Regions from separate parts of the Xenopus tropicalis genome. Here region 2 is linked to region 1. The links are chromatin contacts, called in public Hi-C maps. All regions are on one chromosome and are shown on one strand. Each heading gives the region's core, a stretch centred on a gene start, on an enhancer-like site or on the middle of the called end of the contact. The rest is flanking DNA. Distances are from core to core; before and after follow the strand shown. Region 1 has its middle 13 kb from the start of mief1. Region 2 holds the start of rps19bp1 (ribosomal protein S19 binding protein 1).

Region 1 (2,766 bases), core at 166-2,665:
CCCATTTCCCTGCAAACTGGAGGCTGCATCACTCTAGGGCCAACACAGACTTGAATAAATCCCACTGCAAAGTCCATATTGTGTTGCCAAAGCTCATGAACTGTACTTTTCTATAATTACCGCCTGCCCCAAGTAGGTGTTCATTTTTGCACAGACTAATGCGATATTTAGCTAGTTAAAATTAACGCATTCAGTTGCGCGCTATTTAATGCACGCAATATGCGACTTAACGCATGCGATAATACTTTAGCAAATTTTTTAGAGTCAATTTTAACGCAAAAAAGCATGCAATAACACTTATCGCACTTTTGTGAATCAACCCTTATGTCTGTCTTATTATCTGCTTTCTTGTGGGAGTAGAACAAGAGAAGGGATATGAAAGGTCACAAGGAAAGTGTAATCAGAAAGTCTGAGAACAATATGTCTCATGCAAGCTAAAACTGCTTATGAGGAACCACTTTATAATGTGGACTAGTCAAGATTTGAATGAGTGGGTGTTCTCTACCAAAGACGTAGTAAGGTACACCTTGGTGTATATGTTGATTGTATTGCCATATTCCCACCAGCATTCTCGATGGGTACTGTAGCCTGAAGTGGGACTGGGATTCAGTCTGGACTGGGATTCAAAGTAGTTCTTGGCATACAAGGTGAACAGAGGCCTAAACAGCCCCCGTCAGCCCAATAAATAGTGAATAGTGACTATAGCATCTTACAGCAGCCCCTCTGGCATTAGTCAAACTCCTCAGATTGCCTGAACGTAGGAATAAAGGCTCTTCTGCCTACTGAACCATGCCTGACTGAGGATTACAGAGGTGACTGCTGCAGATCCTTACTATGTACCTAATGGCACCTGTGCTGCCAGAGCTATCCTAACTGTCTGCGCTATCCAAACTAGCTATGAATGTGTAAGTTCATACACATCCCAGGAAAAGTCCCTCCTCCACAACAGACAAAAACCTATTGTGATGGGTTTGCCTAGCTAACACTCAGTGAGACCAATAGCACCACCAACATCAATCTTGGCTGGATCATGTAAAGGGAAAGAGACCTGTCATTCTCTCTTGACTACACTGAACAGTGAACATACCAAACCATGCATAATGAAACAGTGAGGGAAAAGAAAACAAATGACAGCACCAAGAGACAATGCCCCCCACTTATTCAAACAGAGCGTGGAAAACTGGAGAAAAGAAAAAATGATCCCTCAAAGCTGATAACATCTAAGGAAATGTATAAGTGAAGGCTACACTGGCACTTCATGGATACTTAGAAGCCACATTGCCCTCAAACAAGTATACTTTAGCAATCCCGAGAAGAACTTAGCCGAGACTGTGTCAATACTTGCTGGGATTTAATCCCTGCACTGTTCTCTAAACTGCTGGTGCATTTACCAATTGAGCCACTGGAGGTCCTTTGTGCAGCCCAGTTTGTTTAATAAAGTGGAACTGGCTTCTGTTATCGGCCCTCCACCATGTAGGCCTGAAAAATTCCAGCCCTCAATACCACAGACGCTGCACAGCACTGCCCTAAACTATCCCAATGAGATCCTTTCTCCGATAACTGATCCCTCAGGTTACAGGATTGTGAGAAATTCCTCATCAGCAGTGCATTTCCGGCGAAACCTAAGGCCCTGACCTCAGAGAACACTTGTTAAAATATTTGTGGTTTGATGTGTCTGCCTTTAACATGGAGTTCTCTACAAACAGTTTGTAATAAATCCGTCACAGTACAAATCCTCTTAACTGTCAACCACAGATCCAAAATAATGGCATTAAGAAAGGTATTCATTCCATTTCTCCTACATAATGTTTTTTAGGGTAGTGCTCCACACTTTGTAAATGACCCTTTATATGCCACGTAGTGTTTTTTATACTATTGGAACCCTTTACCGAGCACCCGAGGTATGTTATGTAAAGGTGTGCCATCCTTTGTGTATATATATATATATAGAGTAGCTGTAGAGAGAGTCCGCACTCACAGGTCTTAAGAAAATATAGCACTAAAATATAGCACTAATCGGTGCCGTTGCTTTTGCTCTGTATGGAGCGCAGAGTCCCCTCCCACGGCCATACCATTGCACCGACATCTTTCCTTTCTCATTACCTCACTCTGTCCTCTCTACTTTGTCTCTCCTCAGTTACTATTTTACATCTTTCTCTTTTCTTCCCATCTGCCTCTTCTATTCCCTTTGTCCTAGCTTTACTACAAATAAGCGTACCGATTCCCCATAAGGCACACCATATAATGCATTATTTGACAGTCATGTCAGTCATGTCAGGCAATACATGCTGCACAGAACAGACATGTTACTTACTCATTTTCAGCAACTCCTTGATGTATATTTGCCCTACTGTCCCTCATTATTTCTTATTCCTTGGGCCAGTTCGATTTTGTACATTTATAAACTTATAACTTGGGGATGTCTTTGCGACATGTGTGAGTTGCAGTTCAGCACTAGATACATATGCGGGCTTTTTTAATACACACCCACTTTTCCTTTCCCCTGACAGTCCTTTTGTTTGTGTTCTATGCCTAATCCATATTATCTTAACATTTTTTGTTGATTCAATGTGTTTTGAGAGCGGTTTTTCACACTGTATGCTAATGTATTCACACCTATGACGTCATTGTTTGGCGCCAAATTCGTTTTTTTCAGTGCACCATTGTTTGTTTCACATTGTCTTTGAGAAAGGCTGTGGATGCAGCCGAAACGTTAGATGTTGATTTGAATAAAACCTCTATATTTTCTTAAGACCTGTGAGTACG
Region 2 (3,180 bases), core at 309-2,808, 70 kb after region 1:
GCTTTTCTTAAGCAAAGGTTGATGCCACAAAGGGCTGATTCTCGGCCTGTGGAAAAACAAAGACCGAAAATCAGGCCTTATACTGGCAACAGTCTTCTTTGCCTGCACCCGGAACCACTGAATCACAGTCTGCTCTTGTGGGATATCGACTCTGAAATGCAAACTCTTGTTTCTTCAAAGATTCCCGCTGCGTGTGCCTGCACCCAGCCAATTCAATAGTTCTGGCAAGAAAGGAGGCTGATGCCAGTGCTGGAGCTGATTCTCAGTCTAGGTTTTTCTGCATTATGAGAATCCGCCTGGTGTGGCATCAGCTTTAAAGGAGACATATTGGATAAATGGGGAAAAACAATTATTTTGTAGGCAATTATGAATAATATACGGTGCTGGTTTCCCTTTGGGCTAAACATTAACCCTATCTGTAACAATGGCCCCCTTATTGGAGCTCCCTATAGATCCTATCACGTCTCCGTCCAGTGTGAAATGAAGAGTGGGCGTGTCCCAACGGTCCCTGCCAGATGCACAGTAGTTAGGAGAAAGCCAATCACAGCCCGCAGGAAGTGGAACAGATGGGCGGGGCTAGTGGAGTTTTGATGGAATTTCTCAATAAATCAGTCAGAAACACAACATTTTTAAGCACAATCCTTCTATATTTAGAGGAGTATAATTTACTGGTACATTCTTAGTTTTTATAGGATATGTCTCCTTTAAACTACTGTTTTCTATGGGTAACCCTTTAGATCACTCAAGTGATTACAAAACTGGCACTTATATTGTAGTGTCACCCACTGTCACCTACAGCACTTATATTTGCCTATTTGTGTCTGTTAGTTACCCTCCCATATAGATTGTAAGCTCTACGGGGCAGGGACCTCCTTCCTCTTGTGTCCTCGACTCTTAACTTATTGCAGCTGTATTTATTGTTATACTTTCTATTTATCTATTATCTTATTAACCCCCTGTTTGTATTAATGTATTCTACTGTACAGCGCTGCGTATATAAGTAGCGCTTTATAAATAAAGATATACATACATACAAAGCAAGGCAGTGGGATGACATATAATGCTCACCTACAGCGGACCGTATCACCCTGCCTTTAGCAGTTGCTTTCTGGTCGTGCCGCAGTCCCTGCTGCTTCAGCCGCCGCAGTTGCTTTCTCATGCCGGTTTTGCTGCTGGAAAGGCAGGGCTTCGGCTTGCTGCTTGAGTTTCTTTTCTTGGAGCTTGACTCTGCACCTGTACAGGTTAAAGGGGAATGGTACAGGTCACACAACTTTGTACTTTTCTTTACAGTAAAAACCATCACTCATTGAACATTGCGCATTATTTGCAACTTGTGATAAGAATCTTGAGCCCATACATATTGCTGGACTACAACTTCCAGAAGGCTTTTAGCCTTATTTATATGTTGTTAAATGCTGGGGGTGGAAATTCATGTTTACACGGATACGTCCCCTACAGTGCCCCTTCCAAACTAGGCAATTGCCCTATCCTTACCGCTCCTTTCCTCCCTAAGCAAATCCAAGCCTTTCCTGAGCAGTGACACAGACATCCCCGCGGCTCCCGGTTCCAATGCACGCGTGCTTAAAATAAACAACTTCCGGCAGGCTCGGCACGCCACTTCCGGCTTAGCCGCGTACACTTCCTTAAATAACCCTTGTCTCTTAGTAACTGCGGCTGAGTTTATTTCCGCTTGCGTAGGACGGGGGGAGGGGCTTGCGTAGGACGGGGGGAGGGGCTTGCGCACGACTTCTGTATTTTCAGAAATTCCTGTCACACGGGTGCCAAACACTCCGTGCGATACGAGTTGCGCCCCTTTGTGTTTTCCTTTGAATGTACATTTTATATAGAACGTTTTGTTCACTAGCCCTGTGGGCAAATGTGTCACTTTTGCTTCATAATAATGCGGTACTTTGTTCACTTTGAGTTAATGTTCGTAGGGGATTCAATTCCCGCGCAAACTTAGAATGAGAGGCTGCCTGTAAAATGTTTCCCGCAGTAATATTCAGTTCAATCCCGCTTAGCCATCAAGCCGTTCTCTAGTTCCAGGGATGTAGAGCAGGGGGAATGGAGTTTTCAGTTTGAGCCTAACTATATGGCTTTCTGGTATATTTAAGTATACAAGAAGTTTGCCCTATGTCTGAGGGAAGGCTGAGCCCCCCCCCCCCCCCCCATACAGCTTTAACCCCTTCACTACAGCTTTACCCCCCCCCCCCCACAGGGAGCAACTTTATTAGCTTGTGTTGTGTGAAGTAACCCGCAATCACAACTGAAACACTTTTTATTTTACTTAAAGTGGACCTGTCACCCAGGCATAAAAAGCTGTATAATAAAAGTCCTTTTCAAATTGAATATGAAACCCAAACTCATTTCTTTATTAACACATCCATACCCATTATAAAAGCATTTAAAAATCCCAACTGTCAATCATATATTGCCTGCCCCACCTCTATGCCTTAGGCATAGGGGTGGGGCAGGCAGTTACTTTCACTTTCAATTCAGAACTTCTTAGATGTCACTGTACTCCTCACATTCCCCCTCCCTCCTCACCATCTAATTGTGTAACCAGTGCATGGGCATCAGGTCCCCCCATACAGGCACAGAAACAAGATTTTGGGGTGATACAAAGCTTGCCTAAACAGTGTCCACAAAATGGCACCTCCCTGCTTGCTGCAACTGTGAATTCCAAGACTGAAGAAAATAAGATTAAACTAATTTATATGGTGTAAATTAAATGTATTTTGCTTGACAAACACAAGTGAAAACAATCTGGAATTATTTCTTAGGGTGACAGGTCCCCTTTAAAGGAACAGTAACACTAAAAAATAAAAATGTTTTAAAATAATTAAAATATAATGTACTGTTGCCCTGCACTGGTAAAAGTTGTGTGTTTGCTTCAGAAAGACTACTATAGTTTATATAAATAGCTGCTGTGTAGCCATGGGGGCAGCCATTTAAATTGAAAAAAGGAGAAAAGGCCCAGGTTACATAAGAAGATAACAGATAAACTGTGTAGAATACAATGGGAATCTTTTCTCCTTTTTTCAATTTAAATGGCTGCCCCCATGGCTACACAGCAGGGTATTTATATTAACTGTAGTAGTGTTTATAAAGAAAACACACAACTTTACCAGTGCAGGGCAATAGTATATAATATATTAATTATTTTTATACACTTTCATT

What was found. Hi-C and Micro-C count contacts between places; a contact is called where the count stands out from the background.
Region 2: a Hi-C map of liver shows a contact between it and region 1, with 5 times the contacts expected there. The contact joins the promoter of rps19bp1 here to the enhancer-like site in region 1. A contact is called at or near these places in 5 of 5 Hi-C or Micro-C datasets (brain, gastrula embryo, liver and 2 more).

What each region holds. Positions count from the first base shown.
Region 1 is chr4:121,009,731-121,012,496 of UCB_Xtro_10.0, forward strand. No RefSeq gene overlaps it. Among named protein-coding and RNA genes, the nearest start is that of mief1, 13 kb to the right of the region's middle. Within about 2 kb of position 1,416, at least 6 of the 11 cell types and tissues checked have an H3K27ac peak or open chromatin away from gene starts, as enhancers often do. A contact at or near this core is called in gastrula embryo, liver and neurula embryo, where this site is marked.
Region 2 is chr4:121,079,893-121,083,072 of UCB_Xtro_10.0, forward strand. rps19bp1 (ribosomal protein S19 binding protein 1) reads right to left here and starts at 1,559. Exons shown (of 4, transcript NM_001044432.1): 1 at 1,495-1,559; 2 at 1,069-1,233. The coding sequence starts at 1,549.